Regions from separate parts of the Mus musculus genome. Here all the other regions are linked to region 3. A link is a contact called in public HiChIP or PLAC-seq and Micro-C data. All regions are on one chromosome and are shown on one strand. Each heading gives the region's core, a stretch centred on a gene start, on an enhancer-like site or on the middle of the called end of the contact. The rest is flanking DNA. Distances are from core to core; before and after follow the strand shown.

Evidence for each region. Hi-C and Micro-C count contacts between places; a contact is called where the count stands out from the background. HiChIP or PLAC-seq counts read pairs in DNA pulled down with a chosen protein or histone mark.
Region 1: a Micro-C map of embryonic fibroblasts shows a contact between it and region 3, with 5 times the contacts expected there. The contact joins two enhancer-like sites. A contact is called at or near these places in 1 of 15 datasets of contacts at CTCF or cohesin (the NIH/3T3 cell line) and 1 of 484 Hi-C or Micro-C datasets (embryonic fibroblasts).
Region 2: a contact with region 3 is called in a FOXA1 HiChIP or PLAC-seq map of pancreatic cancer cells. The contact joins two enhancer-like sites. A contact is called at or near these places in 1 of 115 datasets of contacts at active chromatin or transcription factors (pancreatic cancer cells) and 1 of 9 other capture datasets (pancreatic islet).
Region 4: a contact with region 3 is called in a FOXA1 HiChIP or PLAC-seq map of pancreatic cancer cells. The contact joins two enhancer-like sites. A contact is called at or near these places in 2 of 115 datasets of contacts at active chromatin or transcription factors (the NIH/3T3 cell line and pancreatic cancer cells).

Annotation. Positions count from the first base shown.
Region 1 is chr11:68,088,150-68,091,750 of GRCm38.p6, forward strand. The region is part of intron 6 of Stx8 (syntaxin 8); the gene reads left to right. Among named protein-coding and RNA genes, the nearest start is that of Stx8, 120 kb to the left of the region's middle. Within about 2 kb of position 1,887, at least 71 of the 459 cell types and tissues checked have an H3K27ac peak or open chromatin away from gene starts, as enhancers often do. A contact at or near this core is called in the NIH/3T3 cell line and embryonic fibroblasts, where this site is marked.
Region 2 is chr11:68,466,761-68,470,087 of GRCm38.p6, forward strand. All of the region lies in intron 1 of Pik3r5 (phosphoinositide-3-kinase regulatory subunit 5), which reads left to right. Among named protein-coding and RNA genes, the nearest start is that of Pik3r6, 35 kb to the right of the region's middle. Within about 2 kb of position 1,646, at least 53 of the 459 cell types and tissues checked have an H3K27ac peak or open chromatin away from gene starts, as enhancers often do. A contact at or near this core is called in pancreatic cancer cells, where this site is marked.
Region 3 is chr11:68,312,751-68,316,064 of GRCm38.p6, forward strand. The region is part of intron 2 of Ntn1 (netrin 1); the gene reads right to left. Among named protein-coding and RNA genes, the nearest start is that of Ntn1, 72 kb to the right of the region's middle. Within about 2 kb of position 1,286, at least 96 of the 459 cell types and tissues checked have an H3K27ac peak or open chromatin away from gene starts, as enhancers often do. A contact at or near this core is called in the NIH/3T3 cell line, embryonic fibroblasts and pancreatic cancer cells, where this site is marked.
Region 4 is chr11:68,070,637-68,074,110 of GRCm38.p6, forward strand. All of the region lies in intron 6 of Stx8 (syntaxin 8), which reads left to right. Among named protein-coding and RNA genes, the nearest start is that of Stx8, 110 kb to the left of the region's middle. Within about 2 kb of position 1,730, at least 21 of the 459 cell types and tissues checked have an H3K27ac peak or open chromatin away from gene starts, as enhancers often do. A contact at or near this core is called in the NIH/3T3 cell line and pancreatic cancer cells, where this site is marked.

The sequences.
Region 1 (3,601 bases), core at 637-3,136, 220 kb before region 3:
CAGCACTCTACTACAGATATCTACCCATAGCCCTGAGTGTCTTTATTTCACCTATGTTCTTAAAGATATTTTTCCTGAATTCAAAATTCTGTATTGCCAAGTCTTATTAGCAGGTTAAGAATGCCCATGGGGAAAAAAAAAGAATGCCCTTGCATTTCTTTCTGGCCTCTGTGATTTCTGTTGAGAAAACCACACCTGTGTATCTTTCCTTTGGCTCTCTTAAGTTTTCTTTGACTTTAGATTTCATTACTTGTTACAATTGTCTCAGTGTGGATTTCTTTTATGTTGTTTAGCTCCTGCTTAGGTTAAAATCCAAGCTTGTAGCAATTCTATAGGGATCTAACTATAAACTGATACAATGAAACTTGATCTTTAAAGACGCTATTCCATCAATTTTTAATGTCAGCTAGTGATTCTTCCTGAATTATCTGTTACATAGGGGGTTGCAAAGAATAAATCTTTGACCTTTTACAGAAGACAAAACTAGGTGCAAACAGGTGAGATTTTTTTTCTTTTTGTGTGTTTTTTGAAAGTCACAATAGGAGTTACTTTTCAGAGAGAGATAAGGAAGTAGTAATTAGGGGGAGTGGGATGGAGAGGATGATATTAGGGTTTCTCCAGCCTCCTTTCTTGGCCTAGGTAAAATGTGACTGGGATAGCCGCATCCTGATTATTAGGGTTGGGCCTGGAGCTGAGTGGCAGAACGCTTGTCCTGTGTGCTCTAGGTCCTGGGGTGCAGTCCTCAGTACTACACAGACACTAAAAAATACACACTTTGTGATAATTGACTCAACTGTGGATTGGAGTTACTTGTATTTCACAACCAATATGGAAATGTTAATTAGCTCCTAGTTTCATGGCTGTGCTGTCCCTGGATTCAAGCTCTGTGGTATCACTGACTACTGTGATTTATAGCTTCTGTTATTATATAATGACTCAACCAACTTGAGTCCCCTCCTCCCCATTCATTTCTTCATTATCTGAAAACAATATGAAGGACAGGGTGTTCATTGTATAACCCAGGCCGGCCTCAAACTGGTGGCAATCCTGCCCTTAAGTTCTTGGATTATCAGCATGAGCCACAACCCCTGACTGAAAATATTGAAAAATATTTTGGTGGGGAAATGGTATGTGTGTGGTACATAAATGTCCTTTGTAAGTGATATTACAATATTGTCTCTGACATGTTGTTCAGACATAAATGTTGTATGTTTGCAAAAAATTTAGAATATGCTTTCTAACATATAAATCTATGCATGCATATACAGACATAGAAACAGAAATATTTGTATATACACATACACCCGTGTAATTCTTTGTTATGACATACTGTTCGTTTATCATGTTTTCTGTCACTCTCTCTGCAAATGGAATCCGCAAATGGAATCTGCAAATGGAAGCTGGCCCAACAGATCCCATCCACACACGGGGAGCATTAGTGCAGCGTGAGGCAAAGTCTCTCCGCCACATAGTTCTGCTAATCGGAATGAGTTTAGCATGTGGTATTTACTGTTTGGTCTTGCCGACACTCACTTTGTGTTCTGACACGATGCTCTAGTTACTAACAAAAGCATCTGCCATGGAAAAAAAGTAGTCAGGTGATCTTGCTGGAGTTTGAAAATGTGGCAGCTCTTGGTGGTTTTAAATATATGGAAATTAAAGATGGGTAGTCAGCTAGCGACTCAGACAATTTTTTTGATGCTGCCACAGACCCCACAAACTTCACTGCAAGTGCAGCCTGGGAAGAATAAAAATCCAGGAGGGACGGAATGGCGGCTAAGAGGCACGATGGCCAAAGGCTGCCTGCCACAGCCAGAAGATGTGAGTGATTGCATCCTGTGAGGCACTAAGCACTTTAGCAAACCTGTGTAGTTTGATCCCGCTTCATGCCTTTTCTATGACCTCATTCCCTGCATTCCAGAGATGGGCGAGTAGTCTCTGACTCCGTGTGCAGTTGCCTGCGGTCTCTTTCTTTGTGAGTACACCATAGCCCCTCAAGGATGGTTTCTTTGTTTTGGATAGAGGTCCTTCCTATGTCACCCATGTGGCTCCAGCTCCTGGGCTCAAGCTGTCACCTCACTTCAGTCTCCCTAGTGGCTGGTACTGTGGTTAGTGCAGATGCAGGCTTCGAGTGGCTAGATTCTGAGTCCCCCCAGATCACAGTCATTTGTCCCCACATCTCTTTACCCCATTGTTTGCTGGTATTTCCTGGATGCTGTGTGATAGATCGTGTCCTTCCTTTATTGGGGAGTTTCCTCCCTTGCTGCTGTCCTAATGCTTGCAGAATTGTATCTGTATTCTGAATGTTAGGAACCGCAGGCGCAATCTCTGCAGATGATAAACACTGTCCACGACGGATACCTAATGCTTACATTTTGGTTGTTCCTACAGGAAGACTCAGTGTTTACCACATCAGAGAAAAGTCCTCTTTCTTTTACTTGATGGTTATCTCATCTGTCTTCCCAGCTCTTTATCCCCCACCTCTCAGTTTTATTTGCTAACATGTTTCGTCCTTTTTATGCCCTTTTCTGTCTTCTGGGGCATATTTCCTAAAGCTCGCCCCTAGTGTACAGTAACTGCCTTCCTTGTTTCTTTAACAGTCAGGGTTCTGTCTTAGTGTTGTCAAGGGTGTGACATTGTTGCCTTTTGGTAGGTCTGAGCTTGTGACACTGACTTAGTGTCTAATGGCTTCGTCTTGGGAGTATTCCTTGGATGTTCCTTTATTTGAGCTCTTTCTTGCACCTCTTGGCTCTTTGTACACAGAGCTCCCTGTCCATTTGTTTGGCAGTTGGGAAGGGTCTTAGCACAGGCCTCTGTTGCACATTTCAGACCCAGATGAAAGGCTCTGGTTTGAGGTGCGGAGAAAACATGACAGGGGTCCTTGCTTTCTGCCTAACCTGCCCCTGCTCACTGCCTCCCCTCGCCCCACCATGTGTAAGGTGTGAACAGGCAAGGGGACATCCCCATGGAGTGGCTTCCAGAGTGGTGGCTTCCAGAAGCACTGCAGGAGTTCCTACCAGGTGCCCTGCAATAGGAAACCCATAGGTAGGAATTTAAACTAATAACTTTAGAATTTTTATTTATTTAAATGTGTGTATGGGTGTTTCACTATACATACAAACACACACACACACACACACACGTATGTGCACCACATGCACACCTGGTGCCCATGGAGGTCTAAAGAAAGCATCAGATACCCTGGGCATAGAATTACAGGCAGTTAGGAGCCTCCATGCTAAAAATTAAACTTGGGTCCTCTAGAAGAGCAACAAAGGTGGTTGATCACTGAGCCATCTCTCCAGCCCCTGAACTAGTAGCTTTAAGAAAAGTTCTTGCCAGGCAGTGGTGGCGCATGCCTTTAATCCCAGCACTTGGGAGGCAGAGGCAGGTGGATTTCTGAGTTCGAGGCCAGCCTGGTCTACAAAGTGAGTTCCGGGACAGCCAGGGCTACACAGAGAAACCCTGTCTCAAAAAAAAAAAAAAAGAAAAGAAAGAAAAGTTCTTTGCTCACTATTAAAAAAAAAAAAAAAAAGGCTTTAAGTATTATTAGTAATAGTAAAGTCATAATGATTTTACAGCTCCAGAGTCCATTATGACA
Region 2 (3,327 bases), core at 396-2,895, 150 kb after region 3:
CCCTCTGGAACTATATGCCCAAGTAAACTCTTCCTTCAGAGTTGCCTTGGTCCTGGGGTTTTATCCCAGCCACAGGTATAATTAGCACAAGCGTTATCACCGCGAAGCCATCTACAAATTCAAGGTGACCAAGCTTCTTCCACATGTCCAAGGATTTTTGCAGTTTTAATTACCATGTTTTTAGACTTGTGATCCTTTCCACATCACTTCTGTATCGTTCTGGATCTTTCTGCATAATGAGAGGATGTGGGTTTTCATTTGCTCTCGTCTTTTCTGTCTCTCAAAAGTTTTATTCATAAAAATTGCTTATTTTAAAGTTTATTATCTTTATTTCTCTTGATGCTATTATAAGTGGGGCCTTCCCCCTAGGACATATCTTAATGTAAAGAGAAATATGGGGCTGGAGAGATGGCTCAGCAGTTAAAAGCACTGACTGCTCTTCTGAAGGTCCTGAGTTCAAGTCCCACCAACCACATGGTGGCTCACAACCATATGTAATGATGCTCTCTTCTGGTGTGTCTGAAGACAGCTACAGTGTACTGACGTATAATAGTAAACTAAATCTTAAGAAATAATTGAGAAATATTAATTTCTATGTTATTTTTTATCCAACAACATTCTCTAAGTATTTTCATTGTTACAGCCATGTATTTTTTTGTTGTTGTTGTTGCTGTTGTTGCTAACTGCAGTTTCTATAATATATCAGGAAGGGGCGAGGATAAAAGCCAGCAGCTCCGCCACTGACAACGCTGTAGTTTTTGAAAGACATATGACTTACAAGACCTCAGAGCTTAGCCATGCACTTGGCCTGCCATTACTCAGAATACCCAGCTGAGCCAGAAATGAACTGAAATGAAGAACCTCAGAGTACAAAGCCAAGCAGTCGTGAGCAATGAGACCAGCCAGCCTTTCAGCTGCTGTCCACACAGTGGTATCACCGTAGTAACTATACCTAGTGTGAGTGTCCAAAACAATGATTTCAGCAGCAGAAGTCGGCCATAAAATGTGTAATACAAACCTGAACCTGTACTTTAGGCAATAGAGTGAGTGATCCAATATGAAGAGAAGGCATATGACCGACCCCAGAATGATTCAGAAATCATTGAAAAAATGACCTGGGAATTCCTGTCCTCACCAATACATTTTGAACTTTTGATAAACCAGAGTTCCCGAAATAGATATTTGAGAACCTGTTCCAGTAACTCTGGGAGAAATTAGAAAAGTAATTCAAATTAACTTGTTAGCGAGAGCTGAGGTGACTCACACCATCGGGAGGATGGGAGCTCCCATCCAAGCAAGTGAGTCTGGGCTCAGACTTCCACTGTCTCTGAGGGCAAGCCTTCCTCAGTAAGGTCAGCCAGCCCTCTGCACTGGCTCAGAAGAGGAACTTGAAAAGGAAAAAGCCATTGTTTAATGTTTTAACACTGCCCATCAGGGGAGCCTGCCTGGCAGCAGCTGGAATTTTATAAAGGGGACTCCTCTTAATGAGGGGAATCCCAGGATTGGACATCCGATACTGAACGGAGCAGGTCTTGCTTTTCAAGCTTTTGAAAAAGGTCTCATCCCACTGTCTACTGTCACCCCTTCCCCAGAGCCAATGGGGTTCTGCCCACAAGTCATAAGGAATGGCAGTTGTCAGTGAGTCATCCTGACAAAGCGAACCTCGTGCATGGCCAAGCGTGGAGCACAAGGGCTGACTTCACCCACAGGCTCCAGATGAGCCCACCCCCACTCTCATCTTTGTACTTCACCGAGGGGCTCCCCCACGGGACCTCTATTGCCTCCCTCAGGCTCCCAGGCCAAGCACTCAGTAGGTCCCAACTTTTTTTAAAAAGTCATCTATTTGTGTTTACGTTTATGGGTGTTTTGTCTGTACGTATATCTGTCTGCATACCACGTGCATGCCTGTTGCCCAGGAGGCTAGAAGAGGTTGTTGGATCCATAGAACGAGAGATACAGGTGGTGACAAGGCACATGTGAGAGTTGGCGATTGAAACCTGGTCCTTTGGAAAGTAAGTACTGGTAACCGCTGAGCCATCTCTTCAGCCCCAGGTCCTAACTCTTAAGAGCATGGACCAACGCCTAGATGACAGAAATAGTATAGGGAGCCCAGCATATCAGTGACTCTGCCCTGGGCTTGGAGGATATCTGGCTCTTGACCTTGGTTGTCTCCTTAGAGCCAGGGAGCACCGAGGAGTCTACAGGAGGAAGGATGGAAGGGCATGCATCAGCAGGTACTGGAGAAGGGTGCTGCTGACACTGGGGAAGGCTGCTAGCAGCAGACCAGGACACTGGACTCTGATACCTGTAAGGACAAGGCATGGCAGAAGAAAACACGGTGGCTGAGAAGGCTCATTCGTGACTCACCTTTGCATCATGACAGTGTAAGGCAAAGGTGACTCACACTGGCCTCCTAGCAAGACCAGCTTGTCCATCACTTCAGGGGTTGGGCAGAGGGGCGACTTAACAGCCAGTTCACACTTCTATCCTTTCCTCAGGCTGGAGAGGCAGGGCCCAGGTTGCCACCATGCACAGGGTGTCCTCTTCTGAATAATAAGGGGGTCTGTTTTCTGGAAGAGGTAGGCTGGACTGGGCAACTGGTGTAGATAGACATGCCAGGGTTCAAGATTACCAGCAACCGGGAATGCCAACCTCTTTAAGAAAAATCCCAAGAATTGAGTTTTCCCTTGGAGTGCATTGGTTTTCTTTCCTTTCTAAACTGCATCTGATTTGCTGAGGGGCAATGTGTGCAGAGTTAAGAACCCAGACGTCCTGGGTTTGCATTCTGGCTTTGCTACCTGTGATGGTTTGTATATGCTCTGCCCAGGGAGTGGCACTATTAGAGGGCGTGGCCCTGTTGGGGTAGGTGTGTCACCGTGAGTGTGGGCTTTAAGACCCTTATCCTAGATGTCAGGAAGCCAGTATTCTGCTAGCAGCCGTTAGATGAAGATGTAGAACCATCAACTCCACCTTCATCATGCCTGCCTAGATGCTGTTATGCTCCTGCCTTGATGATAATGGACTGAACCTCTGAACCTATATGCCAACCCCAATTAAATGTTGTCCTAATAAGACTTGCCTTGGTCATAGTGTCTGTTCACAGCAGTAAAACCCAAACTAAGATACTACCTCTGAGCTATGTAAACCTGGGCAAGGTATTCTACTCCTCTGTGTCACTAATTGCCCATCTTTTTCTCCTACTCCACTACTGTCCCACAGAGGTGGTCTAGCCTCCTGCCTCTTACTGCTGGGTTGCCCACCCTGATGGTTACCTACTCAGAGTAACAAAACTGTTCAAGCCCAGCTGTCTTTCTAGTGTCCTGCCAC
Region 3 (3,314 bases), core at 36-2,535:
TGCTTTATGTCCTCAGCCTCCTGCTCTGTCCCCTCGGCTTTCTCTCTATTTCCTCAGCCAAAGCATATTTTCCTATAACATCATGTCTGATCCGGGAGGTCCTAAAAGCACTCCTTCACTCTGCAGGGCTTCTTCCACCCAGCCCCCCAGCCACAGAGGGTCACAGTGCACACTTTCATAGCAATGTCCCCACAGACCCTCCCTGACAGCAGACAAGACATCCATATCAGAGAAATAGGATGTACTATTCCTTAAAATATTTAACTCTGATCCATGTACCTGAATAGCAAGATCTACTTCTACTGCCTTCTACTTCTTGGCTGCCTTTAGAATACCTTTCCCAGCATATTTTCTGAAGAGGAGCTACAGTCATCTCTGGGAAAGGGCAGTCAGGCCCCCAACAGCACAATGCAGACAGCGCTGAGAGGCCAGTGGAAGCTGACCTCCTGAGGCCTTCCAGAGTGGTAATGAGCACGTGATGGATGAGAGCCTTCGCTGGTTTCCTAGCTGAGGCATGCACTGGCAGCCCAGTGCTCTCCAGCAAGCTTGGAAAAGCTTTGTAAACGAGACAGGGGGCAATCACCAAGATGAGAAAAGACTGGGACGGGAGGGGGTGGGCGCTAGGGAGGAGTCCCTCACCATCACAGCTATCTCAACAGTTTATCAACAGCTAGGAAAGGCCCCAGAAGCCTGGCTGGCAGGGTGAGGGCCACGACTCCACTCCTCATGGTAGTAAGGGCTCTGTTCCTTCTACCCCACCTGCCTACCGAGGAGGAGTGCCTGCCCCCTTGGGTGTTCTGCAGAGGCACCTGCCTCCTGGATATGGGTTTAAACAACTTGCTGTCTCATCCACGGTAACAGAGCCCTGGCCAACAACAAGAGGTGATATGCTCAGTTAACCAAATGCAATGACGACTAAGAAGGCTCTCGGGAGGCTTTCCAACCTCTCAGAGGCTTCCACAATCTGCCCCATGGAGAAACAAATGCAGAGGTTGAAGGAAAGGGCCACCCAGCCTGCCCCTGGGGCCACCACCCCTCCGGCTCATGTTTGTTTTGTTTATGAGAGGAAAAATCTCCCACTGTTCGCCAAGAAAGGGTCCCACGCAGTCCTCCCCCCACCCCACCCCACTCCCACCCCCAAGCTTGGAAGATGTATGTACTGGGCTCTGATAACCTTGCAGGCTCCCAGAGTACACTGAGGCAGGACAAGAGCAGTAAGCTCCCTGCAGGGCAGACAGACCTCAGCCAGGGCCTGCTAGTTGTTTCTGGGGGCTGTGGCCACAGGAAATGTCAGAGCTTTGTGTCACCAGCCCCACGTGGAAGAATGAGTCAGGGCACTGAGCTCAGCTCCTGCCTGTTTGCTGTTTTCCTCCTTAGGCCACAGAAGCACATCTGAAGCTGGCTTTCGAATTAGCACCAGCAAGGCACATGAGGGTGCCAGCATCCACACACCGATCCTATACTTCTCCTTTGCTGGGATCTGTCCGGCTCCTGGGACTGGACATGTGGACAGGGCAGCAGACTCTCCAGACAAGCTCTGAGACAGAAAACAGTTGGGTCACTGTGATGCCTGCCTACCCTGAGAGCCCTAGGGGCGTGCTCCATGCATTAGGAGGCTTAGAGAACACATCTAGATGAGCTCCGTTTCCAATCAGCCCACCTCAGACTCACAGGACTTTGTGAATAGCCTTCAAGCTGCTTTTTGAATGGCGTTATGAATGGGTAGTGGCTCTTTCCTCTACCTTCGGGTACCTCAAGCTTGGCAGCTGGATGTTAAGTTGGGGCCCAACTGTAGAGCATATAGGGCTCTTATAGGGTTCCACACTCACAGTTCATCTACCCAAGAAAAATACAGGGAGCATTTCCCACACACTTCTTAAGGTGACAAGTTCTAGAAAATGCAAAGTCTGCCTTCAGATGTCCTTTAGGTAGGCACCATGATTTAATTTCTAAAACTACAAGACAGATGAGGCCAGTAATTATGAGAGAACTGGGAGGAGGAAGGGCCCCAGGGAATCATCATTTGTCTCTTATTTATTTATTTATTTATTTATTTATTTTTACTTAAAACACCAGGTACTATACAAAATATGTGTCTGTGTTTTTAAAATTGTGTTTATCTGGTGTGTATCACTGTGCACATGCCATAATGCACAGGTTAGAGAACAATTTGTGGGAGTCAGTTCTCTACTTCCATCATGTGGATGGTGGGGATCAAGCGCAGGTTGTCAGGCTTAGTGGTAAGGCTTTCTTTACCTCCTGAGCCACCGTAGAGAGCCCACTGTATATACTCATGTTATGGTTTGAACCCAGGGCCTCAGACATGCTAAGCAAGCACTCCCTCAGTGAGCCACACCCCTGGCCCTTAAAGTGACTTTCACTCCATCTGTAAATGCCTTAGTAGAGTCACACAGATCTCTTCTAAATAAATACACATGCATCTTTATAAGAAATAAAAAAACACTATTTTAAATCCCGCCTTTCCTGTCTTACTCCTTTTAAGTCAAGAAATAATTCACAACATCTGAATAGCTGAATCACACATATTTCATTTTATGGCTACATTAGAGTCGACTTAACTACATCCCCATTGTTGGACACTTTTGCTATTATATAAACCATGCCTCAGTGAAGAGTCTTTTTTTTATTATTATTTTTATGTTACTGGGGATGGAACACAAGATCTTGTGCATACCAGGCAAGCAGTAGGTTATGGAATTGCCCAGCCTAATATCCCTGAAGATCTATCTGCCTCTTGCTGTGTGCTCTACAGGGTTTGACTGGGTTTTTACCATCTCAAATCTGTTCTATTCTTGCCCGTCTTTACCTCTCTCTTGCCTGGCTGCCTTTGGTCTTGGGCCTCTACAGAGCAACCTTTGCTTCAATTGCACAAAGTTTCTTCATGCAACGTGAGGCTGCCAATCTCAGGACATTTCTCCCCAATCCCGCTCTATAATCACTTTCAGAAGTGGGTTCTTTAAGATACAGCTGGCTCTCATTATTTGCTGTAGTGACAGTCCATAAAGATCCTGTGAACACCGAGTTACAGAATACCCACCCATTGCTCCTAAGGGAAACACCGGGTTAAGTTCCTGTGAGCCTCTGGTTGCAACATTCTTGCAGACTGATTGATACAGAGTCTTGTCCACTGAGCTTGTGTTAAAAGGCGCCTGCTTGATACACATAGCTGATTCCTAAGCACTGGATTCACGGCCCTTAGCACTGTAAGCTATGTCTAAAACAAAGTGGATCTAACACCTACGTTTTTGTCTGCAAGGCACACCACTTCAGCACACCAGACAGCATGTCAGCGC
Region 4 (3,474 bases), core at 480-2,979, 240 kb before region 3:
TAGGTATGTGTGTATTCTTAAATATGGGTCATTTTTTCTGAGAAAAAGAATATATACCTCATACAGTGTATTCCTTTGCTTTTTTTTTTTTTCTCGCTTCATCAAGGCCAGAGATCCTTTGTCTGTGGATGAGATTTCTCCATCCAAGGACCCACTTGGTAATACTTACCTGCCTAAAATACACACCGATCCTCCAAACCACTACTGGGAGATAAAGATTTGTTAGCACAGTTTAGGGGTCAGCAAACTCTCTGGCTAAGGGTCAGAGCCAACAGGACAGGACCAGCCATATGCTCTCTGGCACATCTGTGGCCATTGCAGTTGTGTCAAAGTAGACATAGTTGTCTATAAACAGAATGTGGTTCCTCCACACCATGAAGTATTTATTCAGCTGATGGAAGGAATAGCTGCTGGCATATTCTACAATGTAGAAGAACATGAAAACATTGTACTTGGTAGAAGAAGCCAGACACTGTCTTTCACATGTTGTATAATCCCATTGACTTGAAATATCTGTAATAGGTAAATGCATAGCTGTAAAACTCTAGATTGGCGATCCCCAGGAACTGAAGGAAAAGGCAGTGGATGTGAACTGGAAGAAAGGACAGTGGGTGTGAATTGAAAGAAAAGGCAGTGGGTATAAACTAGAAGAAAGGACAGTGGGTGTGAACTGGAAGAAAGGGCAGTGGGTGTGAACTGGAAGAAAGGGCAGTGGGTGTGAACTGGAAGAAAGGGCAGTGGGTCTGAACTGCTTTGGGGGTAAAGAGACTGAAACTAGACCTAGTATTTGATCACTACTATGAATGTACTAAATGCTCCTGAATTGTTTAAAGTACTACTTCTATGTAGTATTGACTTGACTTCAATAAAAGATAAAAAAGAACAATTCACATTATAAGGTGTGGCAAAGCAGCCATAGTTGATATGTAAATAAGTGAATGCAGGTGCATTCTAATGTAGTGTATAAAGCTTTATTTATAGTGAGAGAAGAGGGGATAGACAGATTTGCTCTGTAGGCAGTTTACCAGCCCTACTACAATGTGAAAGATAATTTTGATAGTGATTGGGGATAGGATAGGTGGGGATGAAGACTGAGCAGATGAGAAGTCTTGGAGTGGGAGAGCAGTTAGCCTGGAAACTATCCCAGTAATCTAAGCAAGCCTCTTCACTGTGGAGGAGGCGCCGACCCTGCCTTACCCTGTAAGGTGGATGGGATTGCGGTCTTTTCCACCTACCCCTACCGTTACTTTTGTATGTGCATTTAAATTTTCCCCTTAAAAAGGATTGGGCACAGTTCCAAATGGAGAGACTCTCTTAATAGAATGAGAGGGCAAGCTGGCGGGGAAGTGGCCGTGAGGGAGAAGAGCACCAAGGCTTCTAAGCATTCACAGGCTTTTCAGCTGAGGTTGGCTCAGCACTCTCTGTTGACTTTAGGACTCTCACACTTGCTTGAATAATGACAAAGATATTTACCTTTTAGACTCGTGTGTGTGTGTGTGTGTGTGTGTGTGTGTGTGTGTGTGTGTATGTGTGTGTGTGTATTCTTTCATAGATAACCTTCACCACTCTTAATGCATTAGCTGCCAACTTTTCCTCCTCTTCCTCTTCCCTCCCTTCTTCCCTCTCCTGTTTCCCAGTGCTGAGATTAGAAACTCAGGAGCTTACAATTACGAGGCTCCCAGATCCCCTTAGGATAGTTAAGTCACACATCCCATTAGTAATAATCTTGAGATGTGGCCAAAGGTGTGACTCAGTGATAGTATCTGTTCGTGCCACACACAAGGCCCTGACTTTAATCACCAGCACCAATAAAAACAAAAGTATTTGTGAGTGAAGTTCTAGATCATTCTTTATAATTGCTCTTATAAAGTTATATACACTATTGCTCTGTGTATTGCATGGATCCTAAAAGAATTTAGAAGAGGTTTTCTGTCCACATTCTAGTGACTCATCTCATACATCCTCCTTTGTAGACTCTTCATGTAAATTATCCTTTGGCTTAAATTTCCCCCTTTCCCAGCGAAATGGAGCCTAGTAAGGAAGCGGTGCTGCCGTGTGTATTGTTTTAACATTATCCTGGACTATGTGCTGTTGGAACTTTCCGATGTGGAAACAGCTGAATTGCTTCTGAGGCTCTCACACACTGAGTTGACTTGAGAACTTAGTGATTAATAAGGCAAAACTATTTCTCTTCGGGCAGAGCCATGGGTTCGGTTTTTCTTCGGGTTAAAAGAACATTAGTCTTCTAACCAGGGATTTCTGCTGTCTTTATAGTGGAACAAATGCTTTTTTCAGATCTAATCCTGGCGTGATAAATAAAGCTCTCTGCAAGGTGCTTGGGAAAGTTGTAAGCAGCTCCCGCGTGGAGAGGCCTTTGTTGTGGAGGAAGAGGCCTAACCTCAAGGGTTAATCAGTCACTGTTCGTGTAGGTCAGAGAGAAAAGTTCACATCTGAGTGGTACTGGCCATCAAGCCCTTTCTTGTGGTTCTTTCCACAGTGATATATTCTTAAATATCCCTTGAGTTCAAGCCTCCCAGATAGATTTATTGGAGCAAAATGTTCCTTGTCCATATGATAAGTTGTGTATTTATTTGCATTGAAACTGAGATAAGTGACAATCAGGAACTCTGTGGTAGCTGTGATTTGAGCAAACATGCTAGTAAGTAATACTGGCCAAGTGTCCAAATGTGCATCTAACACGCTGCCTGGCATATTGCAGATGTTTGTTGATTGCTTATTGGCTGAATGAGTGTAGAGTTTTACGAGGCTGAGTCCAGTATGGTGCTGCCAAGTTGGGCCAGCGTGTGATAGTTGCACAGTCTTCACTTTGTAACTGTTTTGTTAAACTGTATATGTAGATCTTTTGGGTTTCCCTTTACATGCTGGATTTCAGGATTAAAATGTTTTTAAGCACTTTAAGGGGGGTTGTAACAAAGTATATCCTATCCATGGAGCTTGTTTGCTTTAGAGGTTCAAGAGTAATATGCTAAAATTTCCTTTGTTGAATTGAAGCATAAACAGTTGAGTGTTTGCTTGTCAACACATAGAATTTGGTAATTAATTTGTACTTGGGAAACTTGCTCTGGGTTTGAACACTTAGGAAACAAGGTTTCCAAGTATGTCTTGCTCCCAGCCAAGAGCAGCTGTGCCGTACACTGCTTTTCAGGTGGCTTCTCTGGGACATCTGTGAAAACAGACGTCAGTAACTGAGCGTGGCCGAGAGCATGGCACTCTGTAGTGTTCTGTGATATATGGTGGCTGGGGTCTCCACTGGAGTAGAACACCATGCTGACTTGTATAAAAATACTTATTTGACTTAAATTTCATTTCTGCTCAGTAATAAATTGCAAGGATAAACCTCCCAATGTTAGGAGAAAGTGTATAATACACTATGCAGTTTTCATTCAGATAAGCTCAAGGTGGAGAATCGGGAGGTGACGCCTCCTTAATGGCTTTGGTTTGCCCTGTGATGTA